Regions from separate parts of the Mus musculus genome. Here all the other regions are linked to region 3. A link is a contact called in public Hi-C, HiChIP or PLAC-seq and promoter capture Hi-C data. All regions are on one chromosome and are shown on one strand. The core of a region is the stretch at or near the end of the contact, and the rest is flanking DNA. Distances in the headings are between cores, read along the strand shown. Region 1 overlaps Podxl (podocalyxin-like). Region 2 overlaps Exoc4 (exocyst complex component 4). Region 3 holds the start of Plxna4 (plexin A4). Region 4 holds the start of Podxl (podocalyxin-like). Region 5 overlaps Exoc4 (exocyst complex component 4).

What was found. Promoter capture Hi-C pulls out the DNA fragments that hold promoters and counts their contacts. A called contact is a pair of places that touch in the nucleus more often than the background predicts. HiChIP or PLAC-seq counts read pairs in DNA pulled down with a chosen protein or histone mark.
Region 1: a contact with region 3 is called in a promoter capture Hi-C map of hippocampal neurons, with 7 times the contacts expected there. The contact joins the enhancer-like site here to the promoter of Plxna4 in region 3. A contact is called at or near these places in 11 of 39 promoter capture datasets (the 3T3-L1 cell line, embryonic stem cells, frontonasal cranial neural crest and 5 more), 1 of 15 datasets of contacts at CTCF or cohesin (embryonic stem cells), 13 of 484 Hi-C or Micro-C datasets (the Ba/F3 cell line, cerebellum, cerebral cortex and 4 more), 8 of 115 datasets of contacts at active chromatin or transcription factors (SST interneurons, astrocytes, embryonic stem cells and 2 more) and 1 of 9 other capture datasets (embryonic stem cells).
Region 2: a Hi-C map of the N1E-115 cell line shows a contact between it and region 3, with 11 times the contacts expected there. The contact joins the enhancer-like site here to the promoter of Plxna4 in region 3. A contact is called at or near these places in 2 of 39 promoter capture datasets (the 3T3-L1 cell line and hippocampal neurons) and 2 of 484 Hi-C or Micro-C datasets (the N1E-115 cell line and embryonic stem cells).
Region 4: an H3K27ac HiChIP or PLAC-seq map of embryonic stem cells shows a contact between it and region 3, with 8 times the contacts expected there. The contact joins the promoter of Podxl here to the promoter of Plxna4 in region 3. A contact is called at or near these places in 10 of 39 promoter capture datasets (the 3T3-L1 cell line, the C10 cell line, embryonic stem cells and 4 more), 5 of 484 Hi-C or Micro-C datasets (all in embryonic stem cells), 6 of 115 datasets of contacts at active chromatin or transcription factors (embryonic stem cells, pancreatic cancer cells and stem cell-derived neural progenitor cells) and 1 of 9 other capture datasets (embryonic stem cells).
Region 5: a Hi-C map of forebrain shows a contact between it and region 3, with 5 times the contacts expected there. The contact joins the enhancer-like site here to the promoter of Plxna4 in region 3. A contact is called at or near these places in 2 of 39 promoter capture datasets (embryonic stem cells and hippocampal neurons), 1 of 484 Hi-C or Micro-C datasets (forebrain) and 1 of 115 datasets of contacts at active chromatin or transcription factors (embryonic forebrain).

Annotation. Positions count from the first base shown.
Region 1 is chr6:31,521,852-31,524,551 of GRCm38.p6, forward strand. Podxl (podocalyxin-like) reads right to left here. Exons shown (of 8, transcript NM_013723.3): 7 at 2,454-2,621; 8 at 1-1,368. The coding sequence ends at 1,171. Among named protein-coding and RNA genes, the nearest start is that of Podxl, 41 kb to the right of the region's middle. Within about 2 kb of position 1,345, at least 23 of the 459 cell types and tissues checked have an H3K27ac peak or open chromatin away from gene starts, as enhancers often do. A contact at or near this core is called in SST interneurons, cerebral cortex, hippocampal neurons and 1 more, where this site is marked.
Region 2 is chr6:33,762,847-33,765,555 of GRCm38.p6, forward strand. All of the region lies in intron 11 of Exoc4 (exocyst complex component 4), which reads left to right. Among named protein-coding and RNA genes, the nearest start is that of Gm13853, 230 kb to the right of the region's middle. Within about 2 kb of position 1,310, at least 18 of the 459 cell types and tissues checked have an H3K27ac peak or open chromatin away from gene starts, as enhancers often do. A contact at or near this core is called in the N1E-115 cell line, where this site is marked.
Region 3 is chr6:32,586,799-32,589,523 of GRCm38.p6, forward strand. It overlaps Plxna4 (plexin A4), which reads right to left and starts at 1,394. Exons shown (of 32, transcript NM_175750.3): 1 at 506-1,394.
Region 4 is chr6:31,562,660-31,565,359 of GRCm38.p6, forward strand. It overlaps Podxl (podocalyxin-like), which reads right to left and starts at 1,278. Exons shown (of 8, transcript NM_013723.3): 1 at 920-1,278. The coding sequence starts at 989.
Region 5 is chr6:33,822,567-33,825,266 of GRCm38.p6, forward strand. All of the region lies in intron 12 of Exoc4 (exocyst complex component 4), which reads left to right. Among named protein-coding and RNA genes, the nearest start is that of Gm13853, 170 kb to the right of the region's middle. Within about 2 kb of position 1,260, at least 56 of the 459 cell types and tissues checked have an H3K27ac peak or open chromatin away from gene starts, as enhancers often do. A contact at or near this core is called in forebrain, where this site is marked.

The DNA.
Region 1 (2,700 bases), core at 95-2,594, 1.1 Mb before region 3:
CAAACCGATGGAATTAGCTCACAGTCTCCACGATCTGAGCTTTGGCCTTTGGCAGTAAGGAGCTGGCGCACACACACACAACACACCACAGCACACCAACCCAAGCTCTCAGCAACTTGAAAAGTCCCTGAGCTTCCTGTGGAATAATAATAATGCCTGGTAGGTTAGATCGATTGTCTACTGAGACACATTTGCCAATCAGGGACCAGTTGGGACCCCAGGACATATCTGTTCCTAGACAACTGCTATGTGACACTAGGTTTTGAGGAGTCACCCACTCAGCTGAGCAGTGAACAACAAAAAAGGAGCAGAAGCAGACGGCCAGAGGAGATTTTTGAGAAGTGTCTTCTAGGGAGTGTCTTAAATGATAGGCCAGTCTCAGTACAGAATCAGCTGCCATGAGGAAGCTATTGGGGAAGCCATCAGAGCATGAGATGCCTTTGCCTGCCCACCCACCCCTTAGGCAGACTCCATTAGATAGTGAGGCCTGTGAGTTTAGTCCCAATCCCACTAAGAAAGGCAAGGAAATCAGAATGTAGAACAAGAAGTTCAAAGCCATGCCCTGGGAAATAATGGGACTAAAGACTAACTCATGAGAGGTGGGATACAACAAGCTAGCCGAGGCCATGTTATAGGAGATGGAAATTGGGGACCTGTCCTTGAGACCATAGAGGCTTGGTTTTCTTTTCCAGCCTGCCCACCTGCAAGTGTCTTGTGCCTTGGGGAATGGGCACAGATGAACACAGTAGTGTGTCTGGATGCAATTAAGCACCAGACTGAGGGAAACAACCTTTGTCACCAAAGGGCTGTGTGGCCCCGTGCAAGTCACCTGACCTCTTAAGGCCTCAGTTATGAGATGAGAGGGTGCCGTTCCTGGAGGAGCTCCAGAGACTCGCATGGCGTTCTCCATCTTCCTCCTGCCTTCCTGCTCTGGGCTCAGGCACAAGTAGGTTATTTTACATGAGGGAACTAGACAGAATGTGACTTTGTTGAACTTGAAAAGGAAAATTAAGGCCCTGTAGGGATTGTGAGGAGGGAGACAACCTTCGGAGTCCATTCTCCCTCCCCAGTCTTTCTGTCTTCAGGTGGGAAGATTTCCCCCTCCCTGTCCAAATGGCACTTTGGGTGGTCTGGAGCTCTGCAGTGCAGTTGGGGTGGCCAGCAGACAGATCAGAGGTGTGTGTCTTCCTCCTCATCTAGGTCATCCTTGGTCAAGTTGTCCAGAGGGACGATCCAACTGTCCCCCAGCTCCCCATTAAGGTTGACCACCTTCTTCTCCTGCATCTCAGAAGGAGTCTCCATCACTTCCAAGGTTGGGTTGTCATGGTAACCATTCTCCACTGTCTGCAGCTCCTCTGTGAGCCGTTGCTAAAATGGGGACAATAACACAGGAAGACGGCAATTTTGGAGTGCTGTGAGCTTTAATATGAAACATTTCCCCATTCAACCCAGGGACCTCAAGTTGGCCAGATTAAATTCCCGTGGTTCACTTGTGGGGGCAGAGACCACCCTGGCTACTAGCCTGACCATCTCATGAGTACTCCCCCATATCCTAAAATTACCAGCTGCTTTCTACCTTCATTCCGTGGCAGTCTGTGACATCATGGAGAGAGATTTCTGAAGACATTTTGTCCTTGAGATCTTTTTTCTCTTCTCCATCCCTCTCCATAAAAACCTCTGTTTTTCTACATCATTCCATAATAAATAACAGAGAAGAACAACATAAATAAATAAGTAAACAAACAAGGCTCCTTCAGAGCAGCCTGACAGGACTTTTCAGTGGTCAAGGTGAATAGGGTGGCCCTTACAGATGTGCAGACAGTAGTCTGTGCTCTGAGATCCAGCTGTGGATACACACTGCCATCACTCATGCCTCGGTCAATGCACGAGGTCAATAGGAGTGGGAACTGTCTTAATGCTCTCATTAGTTTACAGCTAGGGTGGAGACCCACAGCAGAACAGCACTGTAAAGTTGAGACAGGGTCCTGCTGTGTAGCCCAGGCTGACCTCCAACTTGCAATCCCCCGGCATCAGCTTCCCAAGTGCTGCCATTACAAATGTACGCCACCACTACACCAGAGAAGATGTGGTTCTAGTTGGTTGGGTGAAAGAAGCTTTTTTAGAGCAGCACTTGCCCAAGGCCATATATGATATATAATATATTTAGGGATCATATCCCCTAAGTCTCCAGAACAGGTCTGCAAGGGACCATCCCCACTATGCAGACGACAAGGCTGTAGACTTATGATTGACTTACAGACATTGACTTACAGACACGGCTTAACCCTAGTGTTTCTGCTCTTGCTTCCACATTTGAGTCTCCAGCGTTAGAGACAAGCTAGCTTGACAGCGGGGACAAGAACCTGTTCGAAGGCTCCAGGCCCACTCCTGTGGAGGGACCGAGTGAGAGACACATTGGGTAACTGGGCTACCTAGAGTAAGAAAACACTCACCTGGTCCTTCCTCTGGGAGATCCGCTGGTGACAGCAGCCGTAGAGGGCAGCAACAAGGAGCAGGAAGGATGCCATGCAGACGATGGTGATGATGAGCGGCAGGCTGAAGCGGTCCTCATTGACCTCTGGAGGCCCTTCCTTCCCCAGCTTCATGTCACTGACTCCGGCCTGGCCAAGACACAGAACTTAAGTGACAGAAAACGGGAGTCCAGACCGTTTGTCTCCACTCCAGTCTGTGTGGGTCTGC
Region 2 (2,709 bases), core at 60-2,559, 1.2 Mb after region 3:
CCGAACTTTATACCAGGGTTGAAGTAGCCCTGAACATGGCTTTAATATAATCCAAGGTTGAAGAAGCGCCTCTCAGTGTCGCCACGCCCAGCCTTAGGGTCAGGCCTTTCCAGACCTGATGCTGTGTGTGCTTATGTGGTGAGCAACCATAGTCATGTTAAGGAAATACTCTACATTGCTTCATGCTGACCCAGACATTGAAAAAAAAAAACAAAACAAACAAACAAAAAAACCCACTATGTCCCACAGTGGCAAAAGCTTCTTCCTTGTCTAGCACATTTCCAAATTTTACAGCGTGCTTTCCCAGGACAGGAGCCCACGTTTTCTGGCTCAGGAAGGGCAATATGAGACAGAAGCAGCTTCTCCGGCTGAGGCTCAGGCTCAAATTCCCTATCGCTGGAGGAACAAACATAAGCTGTGTGAGTAACACAGTAAGCCATCTTGAACATTTAAAGCATATTATATTTTCCTCACTGCCCCAGCATTTGCCAGAGTCACTTCTGAAAAGTTAAATAGCTACAGTCTGCCTGCAAACAGCCAACTCTCACCTCCTCCTCAGCCAGCCACACTTCCCACTCCCACCTGCTGGCTTAGAGCAGTGATTCTCAGGAACATGACCCATCCAAGTCACCCAGGAAGCTTCCTAAAAGTACCCCTGCCCACACGCCATCAGTTGGCCAGGCTCGAGGGACTCCCTGCAAGATGCCCGGATGATCTGAGCATTCAGCCAGGATCAGCACCACTTCTCTGAAGACTGCTGCTGCTTATAATCGGTGATTTCCCTGAGAGGGAGAACCTGGTTATTGCTGAGGCATTTACTCTAGTCAAGTCTGTAATAGAGTGCTCAACTTTATATTGGGAACCAAGCTTTATACATAAGCTCTGAAATCGCATACAAATGAATTCCAGCCATATCACTTAATAGCTTCTTTACTGTGACCAAATTATTTAGCCTCTCGATACCTATTTCTTTTCTGGAAAATAGAAATTATAATTTTGGGGGCCTAGGAACATAATAATGGTTAAGCGGGATAATGACTGTAGAACATACTCCACCTCCTTCCTCATACCACATGAGACTGGTCTCAGCACTGAGCACTCTAAGTCAGTTCCTGTCTGCTCCTTAGCTCTCCCTTCTATGGCTTTCTGACCTCTGTCACTGCTCTTTCACATCCTGCTATCTCCCACTGGATCTTCAGGCTGCTTTCCTTTCCCCACCAACCTGCATTCACTCTAACACACACCCAATGACTTTGCTAGTGCCCCTAGACCCTAGCCTGACAGCAGGCAAGAGCAGCTGCTGTAGCTCCACCGTGTCCTGTCCCTGGAGCCCCTCTGCTGGCTGGAGATCAGTAGCAGCATGTGGAGCTCATAGCGCTGCGAGTCAGTGGATTTGTTTCCTAGGGCTGCAAAAGCAGGGTAACACAGTGGCTTGAAACAAAAGAAGCCAATTCTGTGGGGCCAGCAAGATAGCTAGGAAAGGAAGGGTATTTGCTCCCAAAACTGATGACCAGGGTTCAGTCTCTAGAACCTAAGGGAAAAAAGTGACTCCTGCAAGTTGTCCTTGGGCTTCTATACAAGCACTGCACTATACATATGTGTGCACATGTGCACATACACAGTAAACAGACAGACAAACAAATAAATAAATATTTGAAAACTTTAAATAGTTTACTCCATCACTGTTATAGGTATCAGAATCTGCAATTCTTCCAAGGCTCTAGAGGGGACCCTAGAGGCTCTAGAAGATATTGCTGTTCTTGTTCAAGAAACAACTCTAAGGAACAACCAGAGTTCCTTAGCATAACCTTTCCCTGTCCCTGTCATTTGTCTGACTCCCATAAGGACACTTTCAGTAGATTTAAGGCCATCCTAATCTTATATATTTCTATCCCAAGTTTTAATTTCATCCGCAAAGAACCTGTTTTCAAGTTAGGTCACGTTATGACGTTCCATGCAGATGTGGGCTGAGAGGTTCACAACTCACTCCTGTACCTAGCCATGGGAATCAGTGAGGAAGTATGGCTGTTAAAGCAAATACGCAGGATGGTCGGAATTGTAGGAGTCTACAGGGTTACAAGTGAACATTACTGATAGGTGGGTAGGTGCAGGAATCCCAGGCAAGCCATGGTAGATACGGCTGCTTTCAGTATAATTATTTGCTGAAGATAATTACACTGATGCCCAAACTTATTATCTTCCCAGATAGAGCAGAACACTGCCAGTAACCGTTTCTGTTTTCCCAGGGATGCATGGATAGCAGCAACAGCATATTGTGTCATCAGATGAGATTGTGTTACTATGAAGAACGTTGCCTTTGAGTGGCATTTGATCACAGCCAGTGTTGCCATTCACTCTTCCACTCTCTGGTACAGGAGATGCGGCTTTATTAGTGTAAATAGATTAGCTCCATTTAAGGTCTGCTGGAAGTCATCATGAAAATCATTAAGTTGAAAAGAGGCCTGATCAATTGGTTCCCCACCCCCAAGCTCTTAGAGATGGCTCTAATGTCCTCACTAAAAAAAAAAAAAAAAAAAAAACCTAGGGTTTAAAACACAAAGCATTTTGGAATCCAATCTCATTCTTTGGTGTGCATCTGTACCTAAAAAAAGAAAACGAACCACTTACACTTTTTGTTTTCTTTGAGTTTCATTCCCAGTATTTTGTTTATTCACTAACAGTGATGCTTGGCCTTTTCACAACAAGTAG
Region 3 (2,725 bases), core at 144-2,643:
TCTCCGGGTGTCCAAAAAGCTAAGGGGCACAATTGCACTGGGCGGGTCTCATAAGACCTCCCATGACTTCTCCTGTCTTATAAAAACCAGTTAGGAAATGAAAGGAGCTAGAAACAGCAAAATCGTTCCCTCATCCTACCAGGCTGGATAGGAGAGTCAGTCATTTACTGAATCCCACCCTGAAAGTCCTGGGGAAGAGAAGTCTAGGTCCGGAGAGGAGAAGAACACGGGAAATCCCTGCTCCGGCTGCGATGCACCTACGCGGGTGTCCAGGTGGGACGTGGGCAGGTGCGTGAGCGCAGTGTGTGCCTGTGTGTGAGTATGTGTGTGTGCGCGCACGCGATTTGTGTTTTGCGTGTGTGTGTGTGTGTGTGTGTGTGTGTGTGTGTGTGTGCGTGTGTGTGTGTAGTGGGCTGCCTCAGAGCAGGCGAGGACTCCGGGACCGGACTCGCCACCTCCGCCCGCTCTGCCCAGCTGGCCCTGTGCCCGGCCGGCGGCTCCTTACCTGGAAGCGCGGCGTTTCCCTCCTTCAGCCCCAGCGCCGCATTGACACTGCAGATGGTGCCTGTACCGCTGCCTCTCGCCCTCCTCTGAACGTGTGCGTGTGCGCGCGTGTGGCTGCCTCCTCCAGCCCCAGCCCCGAACGCAAATACTCCACCGAGGCACGGGGAAGCCACGAGCAGCAGAGAAAAACGGAGGGGGCCAAATCAGAGCCTGCCGGGCTTGACAGCTCCTCTTGCAGCGTCCAAGGTGGGCGTAATGTCCAACAAAAAGGTCAGGAAATGAAGATCAATTCCAAGCACCCCTAGCTTCCATCCAGCCCCGGAGCCCAAGCAGCGACAGCGGTGGCTCTCAGGGGCTGCGGCGGCGACGCGGGGCTGCCCCCCTTCGTCCCCACCCCCGCGGGCTGAATGTCCTTGATGCCAAGCGGGCACGGCGGCGTCACTCCGCGCCGCCCATGCTAGCCGGGTCGGGCCGCTGCCCGGGCGCGGCGGCGAGTACGTTGGGGACCCGCCGGGGAGCGCTCTCCGATCCTCTGCGCGCCTCCCTGGGCAGTGACGGCCACCCCCTGGCAGCCCGGGGCTGGCTGCGCCGCTGTCGCCCCCAACCCTGGCCGGGGACTAGCCGGGCAGTGCCCAGGGGCCGGGGCTGGGGGGCCTCGGAAGCCGCCGGCAGCTCCCCGGGGAGGCGCGGAGCTGCGGTGGTAGCAGCGACGGCGGCGGCTAGCGCTGCGGCGGCCAAGAGCGCGGCCGTAGTCCAAGCCGAGCCTCCCAGGCGCGTCCCCGGCCCCCCGGGCGGGCTGCTCGCAAAGTTTGCAGGGGGCAGGGAGCGGGGCCGCCGCTGGCTCGGCCGCCGCCGGAGCTCCCGGGCTGCCTGCTGCCGCCGCGGCTCGCTGCTGCTGTGCATTGAAGCCCGGCCAAGCGCTGCAAAAACTCCAGCTGCCTGGCGCTCTCTGGGTCCTCCTCTCCTCCCTCCCGCCCTCCCTGCTTCCCTTCCTCCCTCCCTCTCCTCGCCTCCTCCCCTCCCCGCCGCCCGCGGCCCGCCGCCGCCGCCGCCGCTGCCGCCGCCGCCGCCGCTCCCTCTCTGGCTCGCTAGCTGGCTCGGAGCTCGCGACTGACATCTAGACCAAGGTAGAGCGGCCGGCAGAGGGGGCAGGGGGCGCTTCCCCGCACGCTGCCGCCACTGGCCCGCCTGCTCTTCCCCAGTGTGGACGTTTGCAGACACCCCCTGGGTCTTCTTGGCTTCCTCGAGTCACCCTGGCGGTGGAGACACAGGGCAGAGTGGTGCATATATGGTGCCACCAAGTGCACTTGGATCGGGGCATACTCCCAAGCAGGCATGTGGTGCAGGCGGTCAGAGGCACTTCTGGGTGTTCCTAACAGACACCAGCCAAACATACATCCATTCCTAACCTAGAATCCCTGTCCAGCCCCACCAACCAAGGTAATCCTACACAGAGCACTAGAGGATGCCCAAACCCAAGGTTTCTTCTAGTCCTAGGACAGAAATGAATGGCCAATGCCACAGAGCTTGTTAGGTAACCTGATCTGTCCAGAGGCTGACCTTGCTTCACTGTCTCTGAAGCCCTAGGTCCTGGGCCATGTCCTAAACATAACCCAGACATTGCCAACATCAGAATAGTTTCAGAAGCCCAAAGGAAGAAATCCAGAGGTTGCTTAAATTGAGAGAGCATCTGGCAGGCAGGGAAATAGGTGAGGCTGCACTATCTAGAATATCTCTACAAAGACCCCCTCCAGTTAATGAGCCCAACGACCAAAATAAATAAATAAAAATAAAACAATTTTCAAAAGGATGCCCACCTATTTGTCTACCCAACTCTGCATGCTAAGTTCAAGGAAATGGCTCTGTCAGCCAAGTTCAGTAAGACTAGCCATTCATCAAAGAAAGACCTCTCCAGGAGCTTATGGTTTGGGGTTCCTGACCCACTCTCCCATGACACTTTCTTCAACCTCAGTCACTTCCTGCGCATAACTGTCCCTCCCACCAAAACCTCTCAGAATCTGCTTACTAGGAAAAGGTTGACAGTGGTATAAATTCCTTCCCCTTCTTATAGGGGTAATGTTTTCACAAACATCAAAGTTATACCCTCGGTAGACTTTCGAGGTGACAAGTTGGACAAGCTTCCGGGCAGGTAGCACACTTGGGTCGGGTTGGACTTACCACCCAGGACCTTGTTGAAAGTGCTCCCACCAGAAGGACACAA
Region 4 (2,700 bases), core at 28-2,527, 1.0 Mb before region 3:
CTACCTGCTCAAGATAGGCTACTCCGTTTATGAAACCTGCCTCTCTCTCCTGGGCTGAGTCTCTCAGCTGTTTGGCAGGGACTTTGGGACACCTGCTCTGGTTATGTTTGCAGACACTGCCTGACCTCTCAAACAGAAAGTAACATTCCACCTTCAGAAAGAAGGTAGTGGGATCGTCTCCAAGCTGGGTCTGATGGGAGATGGGTGCCCGAGGTATTACTAAGACACAACTCAAACCTCATTTGTGAAAGAAATTTCTTGTTTACACAAAGGGGTGGGAGGGGCCCACCATCCTGGCCATGCTCTGAGAAAGAATCCGGTCCTTTGGCAACATGAAGGCAAGGACCCCACTGAACCAGGCTCTGGGACCCTGGAAGGAGCGCTTATTCCACCCGTCCCGGGACAAGCTTAAGAAAAAGCGCTTGCACAAGAAGTACGCTACACGCGTGGGCATTTAGGGATTTGAGGTCAGTTTCAGGGGCTCCTTCTTGTGGTCCCTGCCCGCGGCTTTGCTTAGTTTCAACGACCTCCCAATACGGTCCCCTAGTAGCCCCAAACACGAGAAAGAGAAATCGCATTCTGGTGGTCATGCGGGAATCTGGGACCTCCCCACAACCCAAAGTTTCCCCCCCATCTCCAGCGAACCCACCAAGTGCCCCCTTTACAATCTCACAACCTCCGGCTCACTCTACACCAGTGAAGACTAGGAATAAATCCACGATCTGGCCCCGCACCTGCGGGGTTCTCCAATTTGGAGGGGGCGTGGATGGTGCCAAGGTCAGGACTCTGCGTGCGGCCACGCGGGAGAGGCTGCAAGCGGTCCGACCACGCGGTGCAGCCGGCTTCCCAGGAGCCCCACCAGGCTTGGGGCGGAGGGGAATGACCAGGGGTCCCGGCAGAGCCGCGGCTGTCCACTCACCATTATGGGAGTGAGATGCAGGCGACAGTAGCAGCAGCAGCAGCGCGGAGAGCGCCGTAGTGGGAGGCATGGTTGTGCTCGCCCGGGGACTCCGAGCAGGTGGCTGCGGCGCTGGCGCAGGGTCGCGCGTCCGGACAGCGGGAGCGTCGGCGCCGCTCCGGGAGGCCTGGCGACGGCCGCGAACTCCGGAGTCGCGATCCGGCCGCTCCTCCTGCCTACCGCAGAGCTGGGCTGGGACACGGAGCCAGCAGCGACGAGCGAAGGTGTCTGCGGCCCGGGCGGTGTCTGCGCCGCTGCGGCCCCGCGCACGTTGCTGCGAAGACTCCCGCCCCGTCCCGTCCGCGCTGGCCTCCGCCCCCTCCCCCAGGAGCTCGCCCACAGCGGCGGCGGGGTCGGGCGGGGCGGCGGCTGGGCGGGCGCTGGGCTGCGAACAATAAGCAGAGGAGGAAACTCCGCCCTGGAGCGCGGCGGGCGGGGGAGCAGGGGCTGGCGGTCCCGGGCAGTGCGTGTGTGAGTGAGTGTGTGTGTGTGTGTGTGTGTGTGTGTGTGTGTGTGTGTGTGTGTGTGCCTGTGAATCTGTGCTCACGCTGTGTATACTTGCCTGCGCGCGCGCCAGGGACCCTGTCAGACAATCAATCCATGCCGCGGATGTCCTACACATTGCTTTTGCAGGGGATCAGCCCGGATCCTCCATAATGCTACCGCCCTTACAACGCAGGCACAGGCCCCCCCAGTCTGGAAGTTCCGATAAGAACCGACCCTTCCAGGCCCCCAGACCTCAGCGCCTTCCTGCGGCAGAACAAGGGAAGCAGGTCCCCTGCCCAGCAGGTGCCTGGATCTCGTGCAGTCCCCAAGTCTGTCCTCCGGGATGAGCCCCGTACCATCTGGACGGGTTTTTGTTTTTGTTTTTGTTTTTGTTTTTGTTTTTAACCTCTCCCACCGATGTACAAATGGATGCGACTCTTTTAAGGCAAAAATTTCAGCGCTTAATTCGTGCGCGTCTGTGTTCTAAGTGCTTTGCACGTATTAATTCGCTTGCTCTTCACGGCAGTCACATTTTTAAGCCTCGTTTTGCAGACAGAAAAATAGAGTTAAAAAAATAGTTTAAAAAGTTGTTTAAGATCCCTTAGGTGGTAAATAGCAGCCTTACTTCTGAGATTAATCTGGAAAAATACTTTGCACAGAGCCCGTAATACTGTAATTGAGCCATAAGAAATAATATTGCTGAATAAAAAGCAGCAATGGAGATTTAAGGGCCTCGGCGTCAAATCCAACCTGGGCTCAAAACCTAGTTGGGCTAACTCACTCTGAGTGCTTTGATTCTTTACATACGAAGAACAAGGCTAACAACACTTCCAACAGCTGCTGAGACACTTGCTTGGGAGACGCACTTAGCGTAGGGCCAGAACCTTGAACAGCCTTAATGAAAGAAGCAGCTTTCGCTCGTGAGAAACCCATAGACCTGAGGTGGGAGATCGGAATTGGAGAATCTCATAAATGGAGAATCTCATAAACCCGAGTTTACTCTGTGAAAGGACAAAGAAGCTCGCATCCTATTCGTTTGGGGAGGCGGGGAGGCTTTGCGGGCTGCAGACTCAGTGGAGTCCCCTGCAGAGGTGGCACTCTCATCTCGGGATACAAAGCTGAAGGGGGAGGGGAGGCTGACACGGAAAGGATATGGTGAAAATTTGTCACACATGACTCCTGGGTTGCTAATCCGGAGTCTTTCTGTCAGATGAGCCTAAGTGGAGAGATTGTTCCCGGATCCCAAGGACCGTGGA
Region 5 (2,700 bases), core at 10-2,509, 1.2 Mb after region 3:
ATATATGAAACAAAGGGAGACTCTGAAGTTGTGTTGGGAGGAGGTAGGTAAGGATGGGATCTTACGCACAGGTAGAATGGTTGGTTTTAGGGAGAAATGAGAATAGTTTGTTCATTGTAAATGCTTATGACTAGGAATTCAATTATTCCTCTGCATTTATATTTCGCAAGACACCTGTGTTTACCATCTACTATTTATTATATGTATTAACCGTATGGGATGGTATACACATGTGCACATACTATGGTACCCATATCATTGCCAGACAACAACTTGTGGGGTCAGTTCTTTCCTTCTACCCTGTGGACTCCCAATTTGGCAAGTTTTATGTCAAGCTAAAGTCATCTGAGAGTAGGGAACCTCAGTTAATAAAATGCTTCCATCAGAAGGGGGTGGAGGCAAGCCCGTAGCACATTTCTTTAAGTTAGTAGTTGGCAGGGTGTGGTGCCCACTATGGTGCCTCTGCTGGGCTGGTGGCCTTGCATTCTGTAATAAAGGAGGCTGAGCAAGCCAAGGGAAACAACCCAGTAAGTAGCACCCCTCCATGACCTCTGCATCAGCTTCTCCTCCAGGTTCCAGCCCTTTTTAAGTTCCTATCCTGACTTTCTTCAGTTATGATGTGGAAGTGTAAGCCAAATAAACCCTTTCCTCCCCGAATTGTTTTTTGGTCATGGGGTTTCATAGCAGCAATAGGAGCCCTAACTAAAAGACATTAGATCAGCAGGCTTGGCAGCACTTACCTACTAAGCCGATGTCCTGGTTCTTTTGGAACACAGCCATTGCTTTAGGTTCTTGGTCTGTGACACTCTAAAAATGATCTTGATTCTTTTGTCTAGGAGACTGAACCCTGTGGAAACAAACACACACACACAAACACACACAAACACACAAGGTGGGGGGAGTGAGGGACAGAGAGAGACAGAGAAAGAGGCAGAGGCAAAGATGTCCACTTCTTGTTTCCCCAGATGATTCCATACACATGATTGTCTGGGGGTGATGTACACAGCTCCTGAATTATGGGTCTAATGTAAATTCATCTGTGATTGGGAAAAGCAAATCTGTAAACCTTTGAAGTCAACCAAGTAGAAAACCATCTTTATACTTGTTTTACATGGACATGTGTGTACGTTCTCCACACGCAACCCCAAGGAGCGTGTTTCTGTGACTTCATCAGGTTTTTCAGGTTTAGGGAGCGTGTGTTTTCTTCTTGCGTGACTCTGAAGATGCAGTGTCCTTACTTCCTCTCTTCCAGTCTGTTGCCCTCCCCCGGATTGGCACCTGCTGAGGAGTAATTAGGGCAGTCCTAATTTGGACAACCAAATCCTGATTACAGTGAGAGGAAAAACAGGAAATGTTCTAGTTTTTCTGCCAGCAAATGACTGACTTAAATAGAAAGCCATGTACAATTCAAATGATCCAAAATGATATAACACTAGGGAGGGGAGGAGGGAGGAAGTAGGGAAACATTGCAGTCCGACTTCGCCCTCGTGATTCTCAGCAGATCTTGCATGGAAGCTGTCAAATCTGTGAGCTCACAATGCCCTCTGCTGAGAACCAGTCTCTCAGGAGAACCTGAGCAGAGCTGTGGGTTTAAAGATCTGAGGAAAGGTCAGGGACATCTCTCCTGTGAGAGCACAGTGCTCAAGAGAAAGACTGCTCTGGAATGATGTCATGGCACGTGATTGGGGTGCAGATGTTCCCTACAAGGGAAGTAAGAACTAGAAGTGTTTTCCTTAATTAGTCATACCCCTTGGAGCTTCAAGTAAACCCAGTTGTGAGTTCTGAAATGTACCATGTTCCTAATCAGGCAGTCTGTCTATTACTGTGCCACCTCTAAGCCAAATGCTTCTCTCCCCATGTTTGTCCTCTTTGCCCTGAGATTCAACCAGCAGTTCCATCTGTCCCCAACGAGTCATTTAATGCTTAGAATTCACAGTTTTTGTGAAGTTTCTCTTCATTTTAATTTGGTATCAGTTCATTAATTTTTCTCCAGTGGCCGGAGTACTCACACTTGTCTCTGTCTCTGTCTCTGTCTCTGTCTCTCTCTCTCTCAATCTCTCTCTCTCTCACACACACACACACACACACACACACACACACACACACACACACACACACAACCATGATGTTGAAGCTGGTAGAAAACACAAATAAAACCTCTGCTATATACTTAGAGGTTCCATTGATATCAGACACAGCATACTACTGAGAGTTATAAGCAGCTGGGGACTCACCTTTCAGCCATTCACTGTGTCTTCATAAAGGAGCTAGAAATTATGCTAAAGTATGAAGACACTTTGCAGCATGACACACCTGCAAGCTTAGCATGAACTCAGTGGAATTGCTGTAGAACTTGACTAGCATGCAAAGGGCCCTGGATTTGATCCCAAGCATACCAGAATGCTAAGGAGCACTCTTGAGAAAGGATGATGATAGCAGATCCAACTCAGGGGTAACACCTTGCTGCCCCCCTTGGCATGTTTGGTGAATGAATGAGGAAGCCTTTGCTAAACTGAATGGGGAGAATTGCAGTAAAGCAGAAGGGTGAATGGATGCATGCAGGAAAGCGAGCAAATCGTAACAAGGGCAGAATGTGTGCATAGGTAAGGAAGGGAAGTTTGGCATTTTCCCAGTTAGTGGCAAAGAGTACTATATGACTCCAATGGGGTGAGGTGGACGGCATGGTCCAAGTGCAGTTAT